Linked DNA regions of Sus scrofa: region 1 is linked to region 2. A link is a contact called in public Hi-C data. All regions are on one chromosome and are shown on one strand. The core of a region is the stretch at or near the end of the contact, and the rest is flanking DNA. Distances in the headings are between cores, read along the strand shown. Region 1 holds the start of VASH2 (vasohibin-2). Region 2 overlaps ANGEL2 (protein angel homolog 2).

Region 1 (7,313 bases), core at 2,644-5,143, 36 kb after region 2:
CTGTGGCTGTGGTGTAGGCCAGCAGCAACAGCTACGATTGGACCCCAGCCTGGGAATCTCCATATGCCAAGGGAGCAGCTCAAGAAAAGGCAAAAAGACAAAAAAAATCAATCAATCAATCAATCAATCAAAGCTGTTCCCATCCCAGGGCCTGCGTATTGGTCAGGGTTTGGGGAATGTGAGGAGCAGGGAGAGAGGGGATGCTGGGATGGGGCTTAGGATGGAGAACCAAGTATGGTGATGCAGCTGTAAGAGAGAGAGATGTGAACTCTTCATTGAGGTTCGGAAGGCTGATGCTGCCCACGCTCAGGTGGGGTTGTCCTGGCTTGGCAGGAGCTCTCGTGGGACCTTTGGGTTACTATGAAAGTACACTGTGACATGGCTTCTCTCTCTCTCTCTGTCTCTCTCTCTCTATATATATATATACATGGCTGCTGTATTTTATGTATGTAATACATAAATATGTGGTTGCCACATATATATAAGGAATGCTCTTCCTTTAAGAACCCAGAATTCAGCCACAATAACGGAAGGATCAGGAAGTAGTACTTTATGTTCTAAGCTGCTCAGATAATACTTAGAATACTGTGTTTCGTCTGTGTTTGCTTTCCGGGACTGACTGATAACAACTAGCAATTGTCCTAGAAAGAGGATGAGGAAAGTGAGTTGATCTCGGAACTATGACACATAAGAAAAGGTGAAAGAACTACCTGCAGATAAAAACAGTTAAAGAAAGATGCAGAATGATGACACGTCACAGTTCTGAGGCCTCGTAGTCAGTGCACCTCTGGTGTCACACAGATCATTAAAAACCTAGAGACTCACAGGTCATAACACCAAGGGGTTTGAGGGTTGGGAAGAATTTTACATGAAATCTGATCTACTCCCATTTTATGGATGAGAAAACTAAGGCTGGAGATTTTAAGCAAGTGACCTAGGCCACAAAGCTAGACGAAGCATGGCCAGGACCAGAATTCAGTCCCTTGATTTTTACCCCAGGCCCCTTCCTTACTCGAAGAGAACCGTCTCATAACAATCGAGGGAGCTGTGAGTAGCATGGGAAGTCGATGTGTGCTGCCCTTTGGTTCTTGAACACAAGGATAGGAGGTGACCCATGACGCGGGGGAGAGGAGGAGGAGTTCTGTTCAGTCTAAGAAAAGAGTTCCCTGTAACCACATCTGGCCAGCTGCCCTGTGAAGCAGCGAGCTCCCCATTCCTTGAAGGTCTTCAGAAGAGGAAGGGATTGTGCTGAGAGGTACGAGATTGGTTTCCACCAACACAGATGTTCCCTGATTCCCATAGAGAAAGGGGGTCCCCCACCCACAAGGTTGGGAGAAGGAGGAAGGCCCAATTAGCAGCAGGGTGGGTGCTGAGGGCGCCGAATGAGAAAGGCTCACCTAAATAAGGACAAATGCTGAAGTCAGAACTGCAGGCCAATCCTCGGGTTGTTCTCAGGCTCTGAGTCCTCAAGGAGGACTCTGCCAGGATCATTACGGCTGACACTGAAGTGGGCAAGATTCTAGTTGGGCATAATGAAGAGCCCCTTGACCAGCAGGGTACTAAAACACGGTAACCAACTGCAGCAGGAAGCTGATAGGCTCTGTCACTTCCCCCAAGGGCACACACAGCTTTCCAGCCTGCAGGGCTCAGATGCTCAGGTCACCAGGTTGGGGACTGGACCAGATGGCCTTCCAGGTCTCAGGTCTGGCATTCCTCGACCTGCCCAGGAATCTTCTCAGCCATACCAGTGTCCCCAGGGTGCAGGGGAAGCCATCTGCCATGCTATAACCCCCAGGCTCTGCAGCATTTCTCTTCCAGTTTGCATTCTGATGTCTCATAAAGTGACCACTGCACATCTCTATTTTACTAACATTATCCTTGGCCACCAAACCCAATTGGCTCACTGGCTTCTCTCCAAGGTAGAAAGAGTTTCGCTCCTGAGCCTCTCTCTCTATCCAGTGAGACTCATTCATCATATGTACTGGAAAGTCCCTTTTAAGCCATCGTCAAGCTCTTCTTTTCTTTCTCAGCCCAGAGAAGCTGGGGAAAGAGTTGACTGTTTTGTAAGTTTCAGAGGTGAAAGTCACTGTCATAAAAAAAAAATTGGCAAAAAGTCTAGGAATGATTCATGCTGAGAAATCTGACTGGCTGCAAATTCATTCACAGCCTAATAAATCATTCGGGGGGGGGGCAGTCAGGGGAGGACCAAGAGACTCCGAGAGAAAAAGCAGGGTGGGATCCCTAGGGGGCCTAAGCATTCCTGGCATCCCTGGTGCTGTCTGGTGACTACAGTTTTTGCAGAAGGAGGATGTACACGGAGAAGAGGAAATAATCGAATTTGGCTCCAGATTCAAAGAAACCTTGGCACAAGCCGACCACACAGTCCCAGGACAGCAAACCCCCTTCCTCTGGCGCCCTCATTTCTAAGGCGTCCAAGACAAATGTCTCAATTAAGCAAAGGACTGGGGGCTGGCGGGAAGAATGGGGAGGGGAAGGCAGTTTGTAGCAGGACCAGGAAAACGGAAATTGGCTTTATTTGCTAGCACGGGCTGAAATGATCCCATCACCGTCCACCCCACCCCCCTTCCTTCGAAGCCACTAACCTTTGCCAAGAAGGTGGCGTTCCTGATGGCGCCCACCATTTCGCCTCCCTTGGGGTGCACCTTGGCCACGTGCATCCACATGCGCTCCCAGGTGTGGCTGTCGATGGGGAAGCCGCTCTTGTTAACGTGAAACAGCACCCCACCGTCTTTGTCCTCCTCCTCTGAGCCCCCGCTGGTGGCGAGGCTTACGGGCCGCGCGTGGCTGCTCCGGGACCGGGTGCCTTTGGCGCCTTTGGGGTGGGGGCAGCGGTGAGTGTCGGCCGCCGAGCCGGTCATGGTGGGGTCAGGGTGGGGAGGGCGGCTTGCGGGGAGCGCGGCGGCGGCGGGGGGCGTGTGCGCGCGGACGCGGTGCGGGGTCAGCGCCCCGAGAGGGCGGCCTTCTCCATGCTTCCCGCTGCGGCAGGACGAGCCAAGGGGGAGCGGCGGCTGGAGTTCCGCTTACGGGCAGTGCCTGAAATCAGTGAGACACAGCATACACCACGGAGAAGTGGACACCCGGACGAACCGCGGCGGGAGCCGTGGCCAAGGCGATGGGGCTTCGAAGGGTTCCCACTTCGCCGCCCGCTCCCTTGCGCGCGGACAGACCTCCCCGCCGGGGAATTGCACAGAGAGCTTCCGGCCCTGCAATTACCTAGAAAGGCGACTTGAATTTTGCCACAAAGCTTCACACCCACCTCAACCCGCGGGAGGTAACTACAAGGAGCGTGGAGGCTGCGGAGTGGACGAGGTAAGGAGGAGAAGGACAGCTCGTGCTGCCGGAAGGAACAGGCGGTTCCCGCAAGGCTCCATGCCTTCCTTCGTCGCCAGATGTGGCCGGGAGCCGAGCAGAACCGAGAACGTGCCGGCACGTGAGCGCCCGGGGCGGCCGCGAGGGCGCAGCGGCTGGCAAAGGCTGCCGCATTTCTTCCAGGAAGCTCTCCGGGAAGCCGGGAGGGCGAGGGGCGGCCCCGGTCCACAGGCTCCAGTGGCAGTAGCTCCACCCGCCCCCTTCCCCGAGTTCCAGCGCCAGACACCGGGACTGACTGGCTGCAGGCGGGGCGCGGGAAGAGCGCGCCGCAGCTCTGGGACCCTACCTTGGGACGGCCGGCCTCATGGCTGCGGAGCCTCTCTGTGCGGCGGGGGCGGCGAGGGCTGCTGCTGCGGCTGCTGCTGCGGCGGCGGCTGGGCCTGGGCCTGGGGCTGCTAGGGGCTGCTGTGGCCGTCGCCTCATTCCATGTCCCATTCTCGAATGTTATTCTGTGACATATAACCGAGTCACCCGGGCAGCCGCCGATGTTCCGAATGCGTCCATTGGCCGCCGCAACAAAGAGGGGCGGGTCCCGGGCGCGGGACTCTACAACCCAGAGCTCCGCGACGCTCTGATTGGCTCCGGGGGTTTCTGGGCGGGAGGGGAGGGGAGCAGGGGAGCCGGGCGGCCGCGCGAAATCCGATCGTTGTCTTGTCCTGGGAGCCCTGCGGGGCTGGAGCGTTTGTCGCCGGGACTTAAGACCGAGTTTCCCCGGGGCGGGGGAGGGGGGAGTCGTGGCACTGCGGGGGGTTGCACCTGTGGGAAACACAGAAGTAAAGCCACCCAAGTAGTGACCCTTAGCTAGAGCAGGGCATGTCTTAAGACAGCATTCCTTGAAGAAGGCTGGGCGCAGTCACCTGCCCCCGCTACCTGGGACTGATGGATGGCTCAGGCAGCACTGTTCACATGAAGGCGCAATAAATCGTTGTTTTTTTTTTTTTTTATCCTACATTACAAATGTCCCCAAACTAACCAGGGGACACAGCCATATACCCTCTGACATTAGACACGATTTATAAAGTCCCTTCAAAACCAAGCTCAGGAGTTCCTGTTGTAACTCAGTGGTAAGGAACTTGACTAATAACCATGAGAATGCAGGTTCGATCCCTAGCCTCATCAGTGGGTTAAAGGATCCTGTGTGGCTGTGAGTTGTGGTGTAGGTCTCATCATATATGAGGCCTGGATACCATATAGTTGTGGCTGTGACTGCATAGGCTGGCAGCTGCAGTGCCAATTAGATCCCTAGCCTGGGAACTTCCATGGTGCGGCCCTAAAAAGCAAAAAGAAAAAAGAAAAAGAAAAAGAAAAAAAAAAGCTGATATGTGACACTAAAACCAGGGAGGTCAGCCAGGTTCTGAGTGTTGCCACAGCTACTAAGTTAGGAGGGGCTGGAGAGATGCTTCAAAGCCAGGAGAAGTGGAGGCCCTCCCACACGCTGCACTCACATACCTTTTCCTTAAAGCCATCTTCTGCTTCTTCTCGTCCTCCTCCTCCACTCCCTTCCTCCCCCGCCCCCTTTTCCTCTTCATTTTTTTAAAGAGCAAGATGAGGGGGAAACACACCAGACTACTGACCTGAGGACTGGCTCTAAGTCCAGGTTTGCCACTTGGCTAAGCTGTGTGACCCAGCTTAGCCACTTGCCATTCCAGACCTTAGCGTCTCTTTCTGAAAAGAGGAGAGCAGACCCCTCACTCTCCAAAGTCTGTTATGACTCCAAGATGCTGTGCTCCTCTGACTTCCGGTCCTGTGGACACTTAGGAACCTGGCTGTAATATCCTTTCTCTCTAAACTCCAGACCCACTTTGCTAGGGGGAGGTGGCTGGAGCAGCAATGCTAAGTTAACCTCAAATTTAGAATGCAGTCAACAGAGTTCCCATCATGGCACAGTGGTTAACGAATCCTACTAGCATCCATGAGGACACGGGTTCGACCCCTGGCCTCGCTCAGCGAGGTTGAGGGTCTGGCATTGCCGTGAGCTGTGGTGTAGGTTGAAGCTGCAGCTCGGATCTGGCGTGGCTGTGGTGTAGGCCAGAAGCTGTAGCTCCAATTCAGTCCCTAGCCTGGGAACCTCCATATGCCGTAGGTGCCGTCCCGAAAAAAAAAAGAGAATGCAGTCCTCAAAGACCACTGAGGACAGATCTGATCTGTTTCTGCTTAACCCTACAAGTTGCTTGTTGCTTGTAATGCTAAGTAATGGTGCTGGAACTTCCCATTCACGGGGGCATGGGAGTACGGTGAGAGGCCTCTGCTCCAGTGTAGCTGAGAGCCAGGACTCGGGTGAAGAGACCTGGATTCTAGACCAGTCCTGCACTGCTGCAGACAGCCCAAGCCAAGGAATATAGGTTCTATAATGAGAATGATAACTTAGATCCAGATAAACAAAAGACATGGGCCTAATAATAATAATCAATAATCATAATCAGGAAATTACCTGAATTGTTCAAGTGAAACAAGCATACCTGATAAAAATTAGAGAACTAATTATGTATTGAGAGACGTATCCTCTCAGTACATAAATGCCTCCGTTTTCCTGATGAGGAGAAAACATGCCTCAGAGGGTGATCTGCTGTCTCATCTCAAACGTCCTTCCTCCCGTCTTTTCTGACTCATCTCTCAAATTCATCCCTTTCTTGCTTTCCCTGGGTTTCAAGTCCAAGAGACTAGGATTTCAGGATGCAGATCTGTATGCAGAGGATGAGAATACGGCCTAACGGTCCCTTGGGGGGAAACTGAGCTCTCAAAGCTCAAGTGATCAGACCAGGTGGTGAACATCGAAGAATGTCTGGCAAGTGTCGCCGTCCTTGGCATCAATGCCCAATGTCCTCACTCAGGTCAAATCCAAACAACCACAATTTCGCTGTCAAATGAGGCCTGGATCCTGCTTTACCTGAATTAAAATCCTAGGGACCAGAAAGGATTATTGATTCATCTTCCTGTCCTGGGCACCTCGGGCTCCCTGACAGTTGCAGGAAACACTTTTGTTGTTCATCTCTGATACTCTGGCCATCTGTTCTCCTTTCTCCAGGGGATGGGGTTGCACTGGGATCCAAGCGACGTGGTGATGGAGAGGGCTGTGAGATTTGGCGACTTTTCCAAAGAGGTGGCGAGAAGACTTCTGAAGTAAGCTGTGCTGTCCCTTTGAAAGGAGGAGGCAGAAGGGCTCTAGGTTCAGAAGTCGTTTGCATTTGAGAGTTGCGCTAAATGCATGGACCAGCAACCCTGTTCTTCATTTCCTAGTGTATTTTGTGTTACATAACACTCAAGTGAACCCAGGCCAGACGGATTATGGGTTTTGAAAGCTCAGATGGTTAGTGAGAGTGACACGGCCACATATACACACAGTGGAGCAGGGCCAACTTGCATTGAACAGGGGCACATGGTGATTAGCTACTCAGCCTCCGAGAGCAAGGTCATGTTCATTCATTGTTACCAGTATAACAACTGGCACCGCAGAGACATGTAATGGGAAGGTCTGGAAGAAGAGAAACTGGGTTCCAAGAGTAGCTTATTATTCAAGTGCCAGATGCTGGGGTCACAAAGATAAATAACACAAAATCCTAATCTGATGATCATATTTCTAGTTCCACCAGCTGTGGGTATTAATAGCTTATTAGTGGATGTGTCAGATGCATCTTATGAGCCCAATCACATTGACTAGACCTTGCCATTCTCCTGGCTCTATAGCTATCTCCACACCGACCAAATCTGTGCAGTTCAGCTACCTGGGATGGAGAATCCCTTGCCTAGTCAGGTCCTTCTTGGCTGCTGCTGCTCAGCCAGCCTGGCTCCCCACACATCTTGAGCCTCTGACTCTTGCACTACTTCCAGATCAGATGAAATGCCAACCCTGCAGGATGTGGCTTCTAAGCAGCCACCAAAGGGGATTAGTTCCCTGTGGGGAGCATGTTGACCAATGAGGAACA
Region 2 (7,719 bases), core at 4,059-6,558:
GAAAACCCAAATCTTAAATTGGTCAGCTATTTTTTTTTTCTGATTTTCCCTTTTTTTCAGAGCTGTTTCTCTTTCCCCCTTTTTTCTATGTTTGTTTTTTCCTTCCTTCTGAAGGATAACCTTATTAGTAACACTCAGGAGATGGTTTACTCCTCTCCACTGGATCGGCTCTACAAAATAGTTTGATGCATTGAATTTGTTAATAAGCTTCTGGTAGTTGTCATTTTGTAAACGTTCACTAGGTGGCGGAAGTGTGCTGTGGACCAGCATCGCTAAAGTTAACGTTAATAAGCACATGCCCTCATTTACTCTACTTCTGTGGGCACTCACTCTCTGGGAGCAAATTATACCGATGTGTTTTTCAGTCATCTCAGACTTCCCTCTCTGATGTGGCTGGGTATGTCTGCTCTTGTACAACTACAGAAATGTTGATGAGTGAATTTCTCAGGAAGTTGTCAGTCTCAAATTACTCTTATTCTTATGTATAACATTGATAGTTTCTTGTAAAGATGATTTGCAGAACTTGAAATAGAAAAAAACCAAACATCAAGACTGCTGTTTGTTTGGGAATCATATTTAGGGTATAACTCAGTAGGATTTTAACCAGATTCTAAAAGTTGTTTCATATTAGACTTCCTGAGGGATCTCAAGTTACCTGTCATCACTGTTTAGAAAAAAAGACTTGTCAATAACCTGTTGACACAGTGTCCCTAAATATGTATGTGCTTCTTTAATGTAGGAGCTGGAGTTGCGTTGGTTGGTGGTTTGAAACTTCTAGCTAGACTGTCCCTTCTCACAGAACAAGACTTATGGACTGTTAATGGACTTCCAAATGAAAATAACTCTTCCGATCATCTGCCTTTACTGGCTAAGTTCAGACTTGACCTCTGACTCTTCTTTGATGATGTATATACTTTGCTTTCTCATTTTTATTCTTTTTCAAATGATGTAAAGTTGTTCTTAAGAGTTTGCATGTTATTTATTTTTACGCTGTGGAATTTCTGAAGAGGTTATGTTAAATGCTTGAAACAGCCGAAGAGACAAGTTTACAACAGTTTTCTTTTTTAATAATGAAAAAAATATTTTCCTGACAAGTGAGATCTAATTGCTCTTGATTGTAAAAGAATTGTAAATATTCTAAACTCCAGTAAAACTGACAGTGATTTTTAAAAACAGTGCAGCTTCTTCAGTCCTTATAGTAAAGAATTTCATTTCATGTGTTTGGCAAGTTTTATAAGTGGATCCAAAATATCCGAGTTCATGCAACCCACAGCTCATTTCCCTTCCAGGAGGCCTGAATGAGGATCATGTTTGTTGGGCGCATCATGTGTTTGTTGTTCGTTCATCTCTGACGTCACTGGGTTGTTCACAAGTGACCAGCCGTTTCAGTTTGTTTGTTTTAGGCCTGCACTCGCGGCATAGGGAGGTTCCCAGGCTAGGGGTCTAATTGGAGCTACAGCCGACGGCCTCCACCACAGCCACAGCAATGCCAGATCCAAGCCGTGTCTGCGACCTACACCACAGCTCACAGCAACGCCGGATCCTTAACCTACTGAGCGAGGCCAGGGATCGAACCCGCATCCTCATGCTTCCTGGTTGGGTTCGTTAACTGCTGAGCCACGAAGGGAACTCCTCGTTTGTTTTTGAAGCGGCTTGATAATGTTTTTTGAAATTGTACAAATTGCTTAATCCATCATATTACTCTCCTGAGCCGTGTAATATGCTTGCATTTTATTAGGAAAGTACATAGGTCCCTGTAACTAGTAGGATGAGATGCTTTCTACAGGCCCATTCTCCATCCTGCAGCAGACATCACAGGATCCCAAGACGGCAGAGACTGGCGTTAGGCCTATGTTTCTCCAGTAATCATTTTATTTTTTCTATTCAGTTTTAAGAAAAGACCTGAGGGAGGGGGGAGATTTTGTTTTACTGAACCAACCCTGTAGAAATGTATTAGGAAAACTGTATTCGGAACAAAGTGGCAGCTATAAGATTATTTTTATTTTGCCTCAAAAGTAAGAGGAAGCCAGCAAAACTCTAGAGGGGAGATAGCAACTTGGAGACCTGATGCTTTAACTTTTTTGTTGTGGTTTTGTTTCTAAACGATTTCCTTTTATCATGATGCAGCAGTGTGACATGGTGCTGACATTTTTTATAAAGAGGTAAAGAGCAGGTCAAAAAGATCCTCCCGTTGGCTCTGCATGAGGGTTTGAATCAAAAATTTAAAACATAAGTGAAAATTTCCTCTTTTTTAGACGTTGGGATCAAAGAATTATGTCCATTTTTACTCAGTCGCAATTTTATATGGAATTATACTGATTATACAAGTTTTTACAGTGAATTTTAATAGAATGCCTCATCTTAAATTAGAAAGCAGTAGTTACTTTATAGTCTTAGACTTTCAAAGTTTTTCTACTAATGTATTTACTACAATTATTAATAAATAAGTAAACCAGATGCATATCCCCAAAAGGCATGTGGGTTATAAAGACTTAGAGCCCTAGTAAAACTGTAATAATAAGTACTTTCACCTGTGTAATGTCTCACTTTTTTTTGTTCACTTACAGTATTAACTATAGTTCTAAGGTTTTCCACATTTTGTAGTGACAGTCTTCAGAATATTTATTATGTGTCCTAATTAGTAGATATTATCATCATCAAATAATAACAGCAGATAGTGTATTTGTTCCCTTTTAGTATTGGGGAAAGAAAAATGATTCATTAATTAGTACTTCGTGTTGTGAGAATTTCTTAATGACGAACTTTATAGGCAGGTGTTATTGATCAGCTAACATCCCAGAAAACATCTGTGAAAAAACTTAATTTTTTTGTATCCTAATTAATATATTGTGATATCAGGCCCTTTTCATGTGCTTCACTTCAATAGGGTTACTCCATAAAATTGCTTTCTACTTTAGCTTATAGAATGAAGTATTATTTTGTGTACCGAAGGCCAAAGGGTCGGTGTAATCGTCACAGGTTTTTAAAGCTCCGCTAAAATTATCTGTCCCCTTGCCTTTACTTTTTTGGTCAGAAGAGTTGGTAACTCTGTTGGAGCCTCGTATTCACCTGCCAGAAGCAATTAAATTTGGTTACTTGCTGAAACCAAATCTCCCAGTCTCAAGAGCTCTGCTCTCCAAGTTTTAAATGGAAAGGGATACTGTGGAGTCATTATATTTTTGTTTTACCATAGCTTTTGATGTCGGTATGCGTGTTTGAAATCTTATCTTTTTTTGAATTTAGCAGCTGTCTGCCTTTAATCCTCTGCTGCTGTCCTAAAAAACTAAGAGATCCAGAGAGTTCAAGGGGTTGGAGAAACAGACGTCCAGTCAGATACACTCTGTCCCTATAAGTTACCTAATAAATTACTGTATGAGCACATCTGTGCCTGGAGCTTTGTGGGAAGGATCCTAAGCTGTATGGCTGGCCTGTTGCCTCTTCCAAACGATCGCATTACCCTTTTCAGCCTTTATTACTGAGGGTGATGCCAAAATATAAGTGAATTAAGATACATCAAAATAGAGTGATGTTTAACAGAGTCTGAAAATTGTGGAAAAAGACAAGGGTGAGAAAAGTGAAAATTAATTCACTGGGACAAGTATATGACAAGAGGACAGGAAAAAAAAAATTGCAAGAAAAACAATCCTTGAGTTTCCAGGATGGTTTTATTAAAGTCCCATGCTGTGTATAAACATACAAGTGATGAGAAAACCATTAACTTGAAACATGCACTTATCTGGCATTCTCTAAAATACCATTATACAAGTTTTCATTTACTTAGAAAAATACCCACTAAAACAATCACAATTTTTCTTAGAAGAGTTTAAAAAAATGTATTGGCCAGAACAAAGTCCAAGAGAGTAATAAACAAGATTCTGAATTGTATGTCAAAAAAACTGTACAAGGTTGTACATAAAACTATAGCTTACAAAAAGCCTTGGGTATAGTAAGAATACTGAATTAAGATTTCCAAAGTTCTATTTACCAATATCTATTAATAAAATCCTTATGAAATAACTGACTTAGAAAAAGTGAAATGCTCATGACCTCAGAGAGTATAGAAAATACTAAATATCACTTTCTGAAATAAAGTGTACTCGAAACAGCACATGTAGTCTAGAATCAGAATTTCTGTCATTCATTTAAACTTTGCATGTATTGCCATAATGCCTTAAGCATAAAATTTCTCTTGCATGAATAACTTTAAAATAAGATGTTAAATCATTTCATAGTTTTTTTATCATTTGAATTATAGCCCGTTTTAAAATCAATTCTAAGGGGTAAAATCATGTTACGGGTTATTTTTCTGGCCTTATTATCGACTACTTCATTACAATTTAGGAGTTTGGTACCTTTTCATATCTTTTAGAAATTAACATTTCCGTAAGCAATAAAACCAGAATAACAACTAAGAACATTTTCAACTAAGTTTTTGGTTTCTCTGACTAACTCTTGCTTTGGGGAAGTGAATCTTCAAATCAGGAAGTGAGTGTGGAAGAAAAAATCAGGTTGCTAATTGAATCATCCAGCCAGTTGGAATTTTGACAGCTTCGACATCAGCGTGTTAGAAACAGCTTGTATTCCTATTCTTCCCCCTTTCCAAGGGGAACAAGAGACTGCAGTCTCTATTTTTGGATCGGACGGTACCTAATCCTTGGAAAATCCTATTCTGAGCTCTTAGAACGATTGCAGTGTTGATAAGTAGTCTACTTATTGGCTGTAATAAATTTTCATATTGATAAAGGTCTATCTGTATAGATGGCTCTCTCATATTTCATCTGGACAGAGGGCTAAGACGGTATGCTGTAGAATGAGAATAAAGTGATTCACTGATGACTCCAAACATCTACATATATGCGGCCATGAGACCCAAAGACAACTCATCTTAAACTCTGGTAACACTCTTCTCCAAGAAAGTGATGACGTTCCAGCTTTTTAGCATCTGCGTATTTTGGCCTGATGGAGACGTACGCTTGCTTGGTCCTTTTTCATGTAAAGGACGTTGGAGCGCCTTTTTCAAGAAAACTTAATACTGTTGAGGGTAAAGTGAACTCAGGTGCCCATGGCTGAAGGATGAGGTCATTTGGCTTTTCATGTCACCCTCAGAGATAAAGAATCTCAATGAGCAGATTCTTACTTTTTTTAACTCCCTTCCCAAGTTACCTTCAGTTGAAGAAAGCCAGAGGGGCAGCACTGAGACTGAAATAGCGCTTTTGTTGACCAGCAGACTCCACTTAAATAGGCCTTCTGATCCATGAGTTGACATGGCTACTCACATCAAACAAGTGACTCAGAAGCTGACAACATACAGACTCTGAAGGCCACTGGCGCTTCTGTGTGCTCTGCAGCCAGAAGTTACACTGGCACTACCCCGTGCAGGCCAGATATTCCTACCAGGCTTCGTGGACTCCATCACCCTAGAAGGTATAACACTGTACCTGAAGACTTTTCCATTTAAAAATAAGGTTCTGCTTTTCGACGTCTTCACATTTTCTGATACCAGTCCCTAAATGTCATGAAGCAGTACCTAAAAGCAAGGTACTGGAAGATAACGACGTCGTGCCGTGTTTGGTCTTAATATAAGACATCAGAGCCCATCTCCAACAGCAGTGAGTCCTGCAGAATCGAGGCCTGACTCAGAGTTTAAAAATCAGGTGAAATGTCAACAGAAAGTTCACCTGGTTCTCATGACCTACTGATTCACTCCTGGCCTCTGCCTTTCTGAGCGTGTTATTGTCAGGTAATCACAGTACCGCTCAATTAGGGGCACAGTGCATGGCCTTTTGTGCTTTTTGCTGGAGTCTGCAAAGTTTAAATGTTAGTGACAGACTGTAGACTAGCTCCTGAACGTGCTTTTTTTGTTTTGTTTTGAATGAACAAAAACTGCTGTCTGTGGATGCTTTAAGAAAGATTAACAAGTAACTCCAAGATCCTGAAAATGGTTTCCCGTATTGCCAAAAGAATATCAGTGCTTTTTAGTAAAACACGTACATGTAATACCTTAAATCTCATCGCACATGTGCACCAGGGGGAAAAAAAAATCCAAACCTCGTGGAGATCCCCAGGGGAAATACTGGGGCAACAATACAAAGGGGATATAAAAAAACAAAAACACCATTAAGTTTGCATATCTGATGTCAAGATGCTGAGGTAATATTGACTGCTTAAAAAAAAAACCCACCAACCTTTGCCTCTGTTATTGCTGAAAAAGACATTAATACTGAGTTACCTTAACTCTATCAAAAGTGGGAGGGAGGGTTTCACGAACATTTACTACTAGTGAGGCATAATGTTCAAAGCAAGTAAAACAAAGCAGGTAAGTGGGAAAATAAAAAACTACAGTTATGGTCTTATCCCTCCTATCTGGAGTGAGGGAGACAGTCCAGCCCCAGTGGGGTTTATTACTTAGCCTTTGCGTGGTTGTCCCTTCGTGAATTTTTTTAAATTGTTACCACCCACTCAGAGTCTATTTCCAAGTGAATGCTTAAAAATAAAAGCCACAAGTTCTTAATAAATAGTTGCAGTTCCTCCTGAAGATGCTGGGTAAAGTGCAGAGGGAAGCACCAGAGAAGCCCTGTTGCTGGCTGTATGGCTGGACTAAATTCGGATCTGATAGCCCACTTCATTCAGAGTGCTGAGATCAGCCACCTTCTTTTCAGGCAGTGCCGGCCTAGGGGTGACAGACAGAGGGGTGGTGCGGGGCAGGGGGTGGGATGAGAACGGTTATTGAGTATTGTCAGAGCCTCTCCCCTCTGGCGTTTGTCCCCACCCCGTCTCCCCAGCCTTAGCTCCCAGCTCTACCTCTTGTTCTTCAGTCCACCTTTCTAGGTTTTTAAGGGACATTTTGAACAGGCTTTCAAGGTAGAGTTCAAAAAAATTGACCGGTTGCTCAAAGTTTGTTCAGTCCAAGCCTGAATTTGGTTAGCCTCTAACTTCTAAGACCTAAAGTAGCCTTGCAAAGGTCTGAAAAAGGTCTACTATGAGCACACTAACCATCTGAGCCAAATTCTAGAAACCTTGGCTTCCTGAGAGCTCGTGTCACATTGTCTCTTGGCTGCTGGGAGAAATCTGTAATGGCCTGTTTTCTCTCAGTCCCACGACCACCAGCACCTGCTGGGAAGTCAGTGACAGAACAGGCCACAGAGAAAAAACAAACGCCGACCACTCAGCCCTATGGTAGCTCCCTGGGGTCACTGCCGTGATGAGCCGTAGGCATGAGCCACAGGCACGCCATCGCCTCGGAAGCCGGGTTTTGGCCACTCTCCTGGCTTCCTCACTTTGGAGCCTCTCAGCCCTGAGGAACTGAATTTCCACATTTTTGGTAGTTTCTGTGTTTGGTAGTTTCTAAAACGTCTCCCTTTTCTTTTCCCACACTCTGCTATTTGGCAGCCTTGAAGATAGATGCACTTTAGGAGTTCCTGTCGTGGCTCAGTGGTTAACGAATCCGACTAGGAACCATGAGGTTGCGGGTTGGATCCCTGGCCTTGCTCAGTGGGTTAAGGATCCGGCGTTGCCATGAGCTGTGGTGTAGGTCGCAGACACGGCTTGGATCCCGTGTTGCTGTGGCTGTGGTGTAGGCTGGCGGCTACAGCTCCGATTAGACCCCCAGCCTGGGAACCTTCATGTGCCACAGGGGCACCCCTACAAAAGACAAAAAGATGAAAAAAATAAAATAGATGCATTTCATTATTATTATTATTTTTTTGGCCACACCTGAGG

The links. Hi-C and Micro-C count contacts between places; a contact is called where the count stands out from the background.
Region 1: a contact with region 2 is called in a Hi-C map of fetal liver, with 1.9 times the contacts expected there. The contact joins the promoter of VASH2 here to the enhancer-like site in region 2. A contact is called at or near these places in 2 of 5 promoter capture datasets (fetal liver and liver), 28 of 47 Hi-C or Micro-C datasets (adipose tissue, alveolar macrophages, blood and 16 more) and 2 of 2 datasets of contacts at active chromatin or transcription factors (alveolar macrophages and skeletal muscle).

The regions. Positions count from the first base shown.
Region 1 is chr9:130,507,414-130,514,726 of Sscrofa11.1, forward strand. VASH2 (vasohibin-2) reads right to left here and starts at 3,894. Exons shown (of 8, transcript XM_003357589.4): 1 at 3,677-3,894; 2 at 2,604-3,054. The coding sequence starts at 2,879.
Region 2 is chr9:130,470,208-130,477,926 of Sscrofa11.1, forward strand. ANGEL2 (protein angel homolog 2) reads left to right here. Exons shown (of 9, transcript XM_013979952.2): 9 at 740-6,176. The coding sequence ends at 891. VASH2 (vasohibin-2) reads right to left here. Exons shown (of 8, transcript XM_003357589.4): 8 at 3,647-6,670. The coding sequence ends at 6,598. Among named protein-coding and RNA genes, the nearest start is that of ANGEL2, 20 kb to the left of the region's middle. Within about 2 kb of position 5,309, at least 6 of the 83 cell types and tissues checked have an H3K27ac peak or open chromatin away from gene starts, as enhancers often do. A contact at or near this core is called in fetal liver and retroperitoneal adipose tissue, where this site is marked.